2 separate regions of the Mus musculus genome follow, and region 1 is linked to region 2. A link is a contact called in public Hi-C data. All regions are on one chromosome and are shown on one strand. Each heading gives the region's core, a stretch centred on a gene start, on an enhancer-like site or on the middle of the called end of the contact. The rest is flanking DNA. Distances are from core to core; before and after follow the strand shown.

Region 1 (5,587 bases), core at 1,281-3,780, 240 kb after region 2:
AGACTGTGACAAACCAAGATATAGGAACCACATCACTCAGGATTACATCTGTGGCTCAGGCATTTGAAGCAGTAGTAAAAAACAGAAGGAATCTGCTTCAAATGTGGAGAGATAGGGCATTGGAGGAATGAATGCCCACAAAACCCCCTCCCCATAACAGATCTTAATCCCCCTAAGAAGATTTGTCCCATTGAAGGAAAGATTTCAATTGGAAAAGATACTTACCTCCATGGATCCTTACCCACAAGAAAAGCACAAGGCATTCCTCTTCTCTTCGACCTATCCCCTGCTCCTGCCTTGTGTGGACCTCCTCAAAACCTTATCTAATGTGTGCCTATGACATCACCAAGTCAGTATGTGTTAACCCTTCTGCTCTCCTTGGGTGCAAAAGCATTTTAGACACCTGACCACTTCTCAACACTCCTGAATCCCTGTGATAATTGTTCCCCAGTTTATCTTTATGAACTTGAAGAACTTGTCTTGTAGATGGGAGGAAACAGAAAGGAGAGAGAGGGAGAGAGAGAGAGAGAGAGAGAGAGAGAGAGAGAGAGAGAGAGAGAGAGAGAGAGAGAGAGAGAGAGAGAGAGAGAGAGAAAGAGAAAGAGAGAGAGAGAGAGATATCTTCATATCTTCATCCCTCTGCTCACTGGACTGGGCCTTCATTCTTCTACATGCAGACATCCAGTTAGACCAGCACCATTTATTGAAGATGGTTTTTTGAGTTGTTTTGCCTTCTTTGTCAAAAATAGGTGTGGATTTATGTCTAGGTCTTTGTTTCTATTCTACCAATATTCATTCTCTCTCTCTCTCTCTCTCTCTCTCTCTCTCTCTCTCTCTCTCTCTCTCTCTCTCTCTGTGTGTGTGTGTGTGTGTGTGTGTGTGTGTGTGTGTGTATTTTACCATAACTCTGTAGTAGAGCTTTAAATCAGGGAAGTTCTTTTACTGTACATAATTATTTTAGCTATCCTGGATTTTTTGTTTTTCCATATGAAGTTGAGTATCACTTTTTCAAGTCCTATAAAGAATTGTTTTAGAATTTTGATGGGATCCTGTTGCATCTGTAGATTCCTTTTGATATGATGGTCATTTTTACCATGGTGATCCTATGAATCCATGAACATGGGAGATAGTTCAGTCTTCTGATATCATGCCCAATTTTTTTCTTCAAAGACTTGAAGTTCTTATCATACAGGTCTTTTACTTGCTTGGTTAGAGTTACAAGAAGATATTTTAAATTATTTGTTGCTATTGTGAAGGGTGTTGTTTGCCTTACTTCTTTCTCAACTCATTTATCATTCATGTATAGGAAGGCTACTTATTTCTCTGAGTTAATCTTCTATCTATGCCAGGAGCCCCCAGGTCGAGGCCAAGGAGTCACAGAGTAGGACTCTGGTGATGGCTTTAAAGTCTGAGGATCTGGGGCTTTCTAGCTCTCTAATTATACTAAACTGCTAATGATAACTTCTAAGAAGTCCTAAAAACTTTCTTGCTCTTTCTGAGGGTAAAAGACTGCTGGCTTGGGTTATTAACACCTGTAGCCTAACAGAGGAGGATTAAGCAATGCAGCCTTTGTTCTACCTCAGCAGGAACTTAGCAGGCTCTAACTTTCAGCCTGTTAGTCAGAAACTGCAGGAAGAGAAGACTCTTAAAGAAGTTTATTACTAAGTTGTAAAAAGTTTCCCATGAAAACTATTTAAGAGGACAAGCGAAAGATCCTAAGTGGGGGTGGGGGGAGGGAAAATTCTCTAAGTGGTTAAAGGGAAAAGAAAGATTCAAGTCTAAGTGGGGATAGGCAAAAAAAGACTCCTCTATTGATCTCTCTCATCTCTTTGTCCTCAGTACTTATACATCTTCCAGAATACATGATCACATGTTACAAAGTTCATCAGAAGTTCACACAAAAATAATCAAACCATAAATTGAAATAGAAGTTTACCACAGTGAATTTTCACATGCATATCCATCACCTGTTTCAGATCCACAGGTTCACTGAAGGGTTAAAACCATAACTAAGTTGTTAGTGAAGTTTTGTATAGATAAACCCAGTCGATACTTTATTTTCTGGCCTAACACCTACAATAAATCGTTAGTTCCCTTTTAATGATCTTTGGTTAATTGTTTTACAATCTCTTGGAATGTGCTCTGGGTAGGAGAAAGTCTGGTTACCACCTAAGAACAATTAAATGCTAACACTTAGGAGCCTGGCCACACCCACTCCAGTGAAGTCTGTGTGATGGGCCTAAAGGCTTGGTTGCAGTCCCGAGGCAAAGAGTTTCATGGAAACTCAGTCTCCTGGAACCTTGGCATGAATGCTCCAAACCTGTCCCTGCGTTGGTCAGTGAATGGATCTGTGTGCTTTCTTTCAGTATTTGTTTTATTATAGGTGCCTCCAAGAAATGGTTTTAATAATACCTAAATCAGGTTGAACTTTACTCCCTGGCTTTCACCAATGTCCTAGGCAGTCTTTGAGCTGACCCTGGGCTTGGAATTTTGTAAGAATGTTATTCACCCAGGTGGCATGTCCCAGTGTTGACAGTTAGTAATCAGGCATCTCAGTTTGCCAGACAGGAGCTAGTATTCTCAGGGCAAGCTTAGCAAAGTATACTTAGAATCTTCATTACAGTCAGGTATGGCAAACTACATTGCATATTAGAGGAAAGTTGGTGACTTCTTCTGACAAATGGAGATTCCCTACAGATACTTAAAAGAGCAGCCAAGTTACTCCCATATGCAAGAATTTACCATGGCCTAGGTAAAAGGAGGGTTGTGGTTTAAAAAAGAACTACAGTATTGCATTATTCATGAAAAGGTCTGCTAGAGCAGAACCCCCTGGTGCAAGCTTTCACAAGGCTCAGAGGAATAGCATAAATTGTGACTAGGGTTTGAAATCTTCACCTGGCCCCTGTCATTAGCTGACTTTAGGTAGGGCTGATCTTATCTCAATGGTAAACATTGCCTGGTTCCTGCCAGTCTTTTGAATGCATTTCTCTGTTTTGTGTCAGATAACTTCAATGTACCTTGGCTGTTATGTCACCTAACTTCTTTGTTTTCTTCTGTAATATATAAGTCTGATGCTCACTTTGACAAATTACGTTCAGATACAACATTCCCTTGTGCTTGTGTCTGTTTGTCACCTTTTCGCCGACTCCTGCGCACCTGTACTGGGACCCTGATTCTCCTGCGGATTGAGGGGCTGACTGAGGCCAGTCCGAGGCAGAGACTGACAGAGGTCTCATTGCAGCTTTGACTATCAGAAAAGGACCTAATAGCAGTCCTATGAATAAAAGAGCTTAATAATCACAGATATAATTTTAGGAATTCTTATAGGGTCATCATTAAGACTTAAGTCATCTATTTGTCTATATAGCATCACTACAAGATAGTACATCTTCATGTATCTGTAGAGATCTGCTCCAAAGGGGTGTGCTCCTACTTAGTGATTGTTATATATGCTGAATTATAACAGGAAAAGCATATTAATAACAGGAATCTTTCCAAAAATGAGTCCCTCATAGCCTTGTTTAATGAGGGCTCACCTGTCACTGATTATATAATTATCCGAGGCAGGCCACTTCAGGATGATCACCTGCTAGTTATTAGCTTGTCCCATTATGGCTCTTGACATATACAGCCACTTTGCTGAAGGTGTTTATCAGCTGTGGGGGTCCCCCAGCAGAATTTTTTGGTTACTTATATACTATACTCTCATCTGCAAATAACAATACTTTGACTTCTTTTCTAATTTGTATCCTCTTGATCTATTTTAGTTGTCTTATTGGTTTATCCAGAACTTCAAGTACTATATTGAATAGATAGGAGAATAGTGGACAGTCTTGTCTTGTTTTTAATTTTAATAGAGTTGCTTTTTTATTTATTTAATTTGATGTTGGCTATCAGCTTGCTGTATATTGCCTTTAATACGTTTTGTTATTACCTGATATATTCTAGTGCTTTATTATGAAAGGGTGTTGGATTTTTGTCAAAGGGTTTTTTAGCATCTAATGAGATGATCATGCATTTGTTTTTCTTTAATTTTGTTTATATGATGGATTACATTGGTAGATTTTCATGTTTAACCATCAGTGTGTCTCTGGAATGAAACCTACTTGATCATGGTGGTTGACATTTTTGTTGTGCTCTTGGGCTCAGTTTATAAGAATTTTATTAAGTGTATTTACAACAATTTCATGAGGAAAATTTGTCTGTAATTCTTTGGTGAATCTTTGTGTGGTTTGGCGATCATAGTGATTGTGACTTCATAAAATGAATTTGGCAATGTTCCTTCTATTTCTATTTTGTAAAAACATCTGATAATTATTGGTATTTGTTCTTCTTTGAAAGTCTGGTAGAATTCTAGCCTGGGGGGCGTTTTTGATTTGTGAGGGAGTTGGGAGAGACTTTTAATGACTGCTTCTACTTTCTTAGGTATTATAGGCTATTTAAATGGTTTATCTGATCTTGATTAACTTTGGTAAGTGGAATCTATCAAGAAATTTGTCCATTTCTTTTAGAACTTTCAATTTTGTGGAGTACAGGTTTCTAAAGTATGACCTAACGATTCTTCAGATTTCCTTGGTGCCTATTGATATGTCTCTGTTTTTCTTTCTGATTTTGTTAATTTGAATTTTCTCTTTCTGCATTTTAGTTAGTTTGGATAAGGATTTATCTAGCTCATTGATTTTCTAGAAATACACAACACTTTGTTTTAATTGATTCTTTGTTGCTATTTTATTGATTTCAGTCCTAAGTTTGATTATTTCTTGTCATCTACTGATCTTGGCTGTGCTTGCTTCTTTTTATTCTAGAGCTTTCCGGTACACTGTTAAGTTGCCAGTATGAGATCTCTCTCTTTCTTTATGAAGTTACTTAATGCTATGAACTTTTCTCTTAGCACTGCTTTCATCGTGGCTCCTCAGTTTGGGTATATTGTGCACTCATTTTCATTGAATTCTAGGAAGTTTCTAATTTCTTTCTTTATCTTTACCTACACATAATGGTTGTTCAGAAGGGAGTTGTTTAATTTCCATGGACTTGTAAACTTTTTGTTGTTGAAATTGAGCTTTAATCCCTGGTTGTTTGATTAGATATGGAGGGTTGCTTTAATTTTTCTTGTGTCTGTTGAGACCTTCTTTGAGACTAAATATGGTCAGTTCTGGAGATGGTTCCGTGAGGTGCTGTGTAGATATATTATTTTGTGTTTAGGTGACATGTTCTGTGATATCTGTTAGGTCCATTTGAATTGTAATACCTGTTAGTTACATTATTTCTCTATTTAGTTTCTGTCTTGATAACCTGCCCATTGTTTAGAGTTGGGTGTTAATGTCTCCTGCTATTATTGAGTGGGGTTCTATGTGTGATTTACACTCTAGTAATATTTCTTTTGCAAATGTGGTGCTTTTGCATTTGGGATGTAGATGTTAAGAATTCAGATGATCTGATAGATTTTTTCTTTGATGTAAATAAAGTGTCCTTCTTCATGTCTTTTGATTAACTTTAGTTGGAAATACATTTTGATAGATATTAGAATTGGTACCTATGATGGTTTGTATATTCTTGGACCAGGGAGTGGCACCATCTGAAGGTGTGG
Region 2 (5,170 bases), core at 2,151-4,650:
TGGGACCTGAACCTGGATCCTCTGTAAGAGCAGGGAGCACTCTCAACTACTGGCTCATTTCTCCAGCCCTCACACAGATTTTTAAATGCAAGCTTCTCTTCATTTTCAGTGTAAATAGAATTCTATTGTCTTCCTTTGATTTGTTTCATTTTATTATTTTATGTGTATGAGTGTTTTGCTTGTACATATGTCTATACACCATCTGTGCATAGTGTTCTCAGAGGCAGGAGGTGGTGTCAAGTCCCTTGGAATTGGAGTACAATTGTTTGTGAGCTACCATGTGGATGCTGGGAATAGAACCTAGGTCTTCAGGAAATGCACACAATGCTCTTAAACAACAAGCCATCTCTCCAGCCTCTAGAATTCTATTGTCAATCAATTTGTATCTTAATGTTCTCTTAGGCTAATATCAAAGTATGTAATATTTAAAAGGTGTTAATTTGTTAATAGGTTAGAAAGAGCAATTTTTCTTCTAGAGGGGTTATTTCTAGTGTTTGAGTATTGTAACTTCCCCCTCTTAATACAGTTATCAAGGATTAAAGATAGTTAAAAAAAATCTTTGTTAAAAATATCCATGTTAAAAACTAAGAAGTTGAGATTAGAATTGTGAGCTGAATTATTATCTTGATTAGTAAGTTTATATCCATTTTAAGTCAGATGTTTTTCTAAGTAAAGCATTGCTCACATTATAATATAAAAGTGTGGTTTTAGTCATCCATGATCATTATTTTTTCCCCCAAAATTTCCTTGTTGTGCTTCTGGGAAGAACTGATGAACATGTACCCTGAGAACTCATGCCTAACAGAAGTATTGTTTAATTGTATTCAGACAAAGAATTTCCTGAGGCAGCTCGAACCCTTTTTGTCAGAATGGGTTACTGCCTAATTTGCATACATGTATAATTATGGTTATTAATGTTGTCTCAGCATGTCATGGATCCAGTTGTCAGACAATGTCTAGTAAGTTCTAGAGGAAGAGATACTACTGGTTACCATTAGTATGGTAACCCTGACTTCAATTTTTACTATTTCCTAAGAATACACAAATGTGTATTTGGTCATCATAGAGGTATATATTCTCTCACTCCGAATAAAGCCCTGATTTCTAGCCAATGTACCTATCATCATTAAAATCCTGTACAGAAACCACACATGTGATGCATAGCTCATGCTGGGTTGCTGGGTGTGAAAGCACAGAGCAGGGCTTATATAACTTTTTGAGAAATAGGATCACCCTAGTGAATAAGAAGAAAGCTAACATGACTTCTTCCATTTTGTTACTTGAGATGCCAGCTAGCGTTAGCAATGCAGTCCTTAAAAACAATTGAATGCTTTCTAAAAAGCATCCTCGAGACCCCCCTCCCAAGTCTTTGCTTCCTTCTCAAACAACCAAAAATTCACTTGTAAAGTCTTCCCATGGTTGATCTGTGTGACCAGGTTGTCTTCTTTTCATCATGGGCGTCGGCAGGTCTCTCCAGATTTACTTTACTGCCAGAAGTCACTAATCTGGCTTCTTGAAGTCTCAGAAGGACTTGTTTGTCAAGCAGTTAATTAAAGCAAACACATAAAACGTGTACTGTTTTGAGGTTTTACAGATGACTCATGTTCTTCCAGAAGAGTCTGTCAACAGACGCAGCTCTCATGGCTATGCCCTGGCAAGGGATTAACACCAATGGTTGTTCATTGTGTTCATTTGAACTTTACAATGTTCCTATGACTAAAGATGGTTGTTTCCTATAGCTAGCTCGCTCCCTGTGGAGTGAGTGGGAATAACTGATAGTAGGGTTGTACTAATCGAGGTGACCCTGTGATTTCTTTCCTTAAGTGTGTTTATATGATGTATTGTATTGGTTGACTTACATATGTTGAACTGACCAATGAAGCCAACTTGGCCATGTTTCATGTATGCTCTTACTGTGTTCCTGAATCTGGTTTGCAAGTGTTTTCTTGAGAATTTTTGCATCCGTGTGCATCAGAGGAATTGGCCTGTAGGTGTCCTTTTTGTGATATATCCGCGTCTAGTTTTGGTAACAGGATTAATACTGGAATCGGGGACGGGGAGGATTTGGTAGTATTTCTTTAGTTTCTGTTTTGTGGAAAAAATAACTGCTATTAAATCTTCTTAAAATTTGAAAGACTTCAGAAATGAGTCAGTTCTGTCCTAGACTTTGTAGGGTGATTTTGAATGACAGTTTCAATCTCATTGCTTGTCATAGGTCTGTTTAGGTTACTTATATTTTCTGGTTTTAATGTTGGTATGTCATATGTACCAGAATTCTGTAGCCCACTACTGGAATTTTTGCCAATTCATGTTTATTGGTGCACTATTTGCTATAGAGGCAAGAAAATGGCATCAACTCAGATGGCCATCTACAGATGAGTGGACAGTGAAAATAAGATACACATTCAGATTGGAATAACATTCAGCCATAAAGAAAAAAGTAATCAAGAAATTTGCAGGAAAATGAATGGATTTAATGTGATATAAAATGTGGTGACCTGAAGTCAGCAAGAAAAAAAATGAATGTTCTTCTTCAAATACATCTGTATATATAAGCAGGTATATGGGTGGGCATAGTATAAAATTCAGTAAGCAAATCAAGTATGGTAATATAAGGTGAGGATGAAAGACTATAAGAAGTAATGACACATGAGTTATATAGGAATATATACAGCTTTATTGTTTTCTAGTTTCGTATCTGTCAGTTTTTTTTTTTTTTCATGATGGGTAAGTGAATAAAAAATGTATTGACAGTGAAATGGAAGTCCCAGAGCCTAGTCCCAGAGTAAAGTTTTGTGGCTTCAGATGGCCATTCTATTTGTAGAGATGTTTACTGAGTTGTGTAGAGTTTGGGATTGGTAATTGATTGTTTTGAGAGTCTTCTTTACTATAAAGAAGTAAACGTGACGTCTTTGTGAGTTTGTTACAATAAAGTGATTTTTTTTTTTTAAAGAAGAACCCGAGGTGGGATATGAAGTAGGAATTTGAAGGGTTTTAGCCCTAGGAGACAGACCAATGGTCTGGTGTGTGGATAGTGTCCCAGGGTACTCATGGGCATCTATATAAGAAATCTTGCCAAATTATATCTAACGTTAACCTATTCTAGAGTTCTGGGTAGTGTACTCTTTGCTGTCTTCATATAAAATGACATAACAAACAACCCCCCAAAGTGACAACCATTTATTTACATAGTCTCAAGAAAATAACATGGAATCGTATCTGAGTTCTCAAATCCCATATATACCTCCCCAGATGCCCAACCTGAGCTATGTTTAGCCTCCACGGAGATCTGATCTGGTAAACAAACATTCTTATCTAACGCCTCACAGGGCTCTTCCCTGCTGAGTGTAGAACATAGTGGAACATTTACTATTGTTGCTTTGACTCTTGTGATTGCAAAATTGATCCCTGGACTGGAAATGGGGAAATGTTTCAGCAACAAGATATAGAACAGTGTGTACTCCTTCCTTAGCCCATGGTGTGGAAGAATGTTGCTAACTCATATGGAAACACTCTTATTTTTAACAAAAAAAAAATGCTGTAATTGGAGCGGTTATCTCAGTTCCTATGGATATGTGCTTTGTCTTTTGAGTTCTTATTCTTGTTTGCTCACCTTGTGAAACACGTTCTTCCTGGGAAACCCAAGCTTACCTGGAATTGTCAATCCCCTTTCATCTGCCTTCTGAACGATTGTTTTCTCTTTAAACACACACACTTTAGTTAAAAATACTTGGGAGCCAATGGAAATAAAAAGAAGCCGCATAACGTTTCTCTAAAGCTGGAGCTTATACATAAGTGCATCCTGGGACAGGACACGAAACTGAAATAAAAAAAAATCCCACAGAACCTGAATGCCTAATGACACGCCATGCTTGCCTGTCAGCCTTGCACATTTTAATGAAACAGAATTCACGAGGCAGATATTAGGATAGAGTTCTCTGGGTGTTTCAGAGATCAACTCTTCTCCAGTCTAGAATTTAAAGGAAGCTGGTGTTTACAACAAAGAATCTGCGCTGGGCTTCCGGAACAGTGTGGAATAACTTTCCATGTGATGGCTGTCCTAGGACTCCACTGGCCTGCAGCTGGATGCGGAGTGTGTGTGGTGGCTTCTCAGCGGCCGCTCTCTCTGCTGTGCAGCTGCACCGCACATTGAATTGGCACCATTGCTTCCTTTGCAAACCTTCAAGGCGTCACATTTCTCTGGAAGAGAACATCGAGGCTGCTTTTTTTTTCCCTAGAAAGTCTGAAGGATGAAACCAAGTAGGAATTCAGCAAATCAAGGCTACGTACGGCTGAATCTTCTCCGAAACAAAGGAGGATATCTTCTCTCCGTAGACCTCATGTTCCTAGAGATCCCTTTTCCAGATATATGATGAGACTTGATGGCCACACATCAATCATCTCAAAACATCAAGCCCATTGCAAGCCAGAACAATTCTGACAAAGTTACTTAGGAATGAGGGAAAAAAATTCCAACCAGTGACTTTCACGGTTATCTATCTGCTTCGAGAGTCACCCAGCGTCAGATATGTTATTTAAGTCAGAACTTCAACTTTTTAAACATTCAAAGATAGTTTCCTTTTGTGTGTTGTTAAATTTAAAAAAGAAACAACAACAACAACTACAATAAAACCCCCAAACAATAACAACACATTGATCGCCCCTCCCTATGGCCTTTTGCTCTCTGTTGTTATAGTGACAGCCAAGAATCGGCCTTCCTATTTGCTATAGAGAACCCATCCCTCTTCGTCCCTGAGGATCCAGTCTTCTGAGTGTATTCATGCGTGTGTGTGTGTGTGTGTGTGTGTGTGTGTGTGTGTGTGTGTGTGTGTGTGTGTGTGTGCGTGCAATATTGGTTCATGTTGAAGGCCTTCTTTGTTCACCCTTCATCTTAAATCTCAAGGCAGGCTCTCTCATTGGAAGTTAGGGATTTCAGTTCATCTGGTCTAGTTAGCCTACTGGTTGCAGTATCCTAACTCTGAGGTGCCGGATTATAAGGATTATAAGTGAGCCACCATGCACACTCAGTATTTACATTTTGCTTGGGATACTTCTTGTAGCCTTTAATGAATGTAGATAAGAATAAAAATAAAATTAAATTAAAGGCACAGAAAAAATGGGCAGAGCTCTTATTTTTCATAGGTGCCTGACCTAGATGGCTGAATGTGGT

The links. Hi-C and Micro-C count contacts between places; a contact is called where the count stands out from the background.
Region 1: a contact with region 2 is called in a Hi-C map of liver, with 5 times the contacts expected there. The contact joins two enhancer-like sites. A contact is called at or near these places in 1 of 15 datasets of contacts at CTCF or cohesin (the NIH/3T3 cell line) and 1 of 484 Hi-C or Micro-C datasets (liver).

Annotation. Positions count from the first base shown.
Region 1 is chr6:141,588,606-141,594,192 of GRCm38.p6, forward strand. No RefSeq gene overlaps it. Among named protein-coding and RNA genes, the nearest start is that of Slco1b2, 38 kb to the right of the region's middle. Within about 2 kb of position 2,531, at least 19 of the 459 cell types and tissues checked have an H3K27ac peak or open chromatin away from gene starts, as enhancers often do. A contact at or near this core is called in liver, where this site is marked.
Region 2 is chr6:141,344,666-141,349,835 of GRCm38.p6, forward strand. All of the region lies in intron 1 of Pde3a (phosphodiesterase 3A, cGMP inhibited), which reads left to right. Among named protein-coding and RNA genes, the nearest start is that of Gm10400, 6.7 kb to the left of the region's middle. Within about 2 kb of position 3,401, at least 10 of the 459 cell types and tissues checked have an H3K27ac peak or open chromatin away from gene starts, as enhancers often do. A contact at or near this core is called in liver, where this site is marked.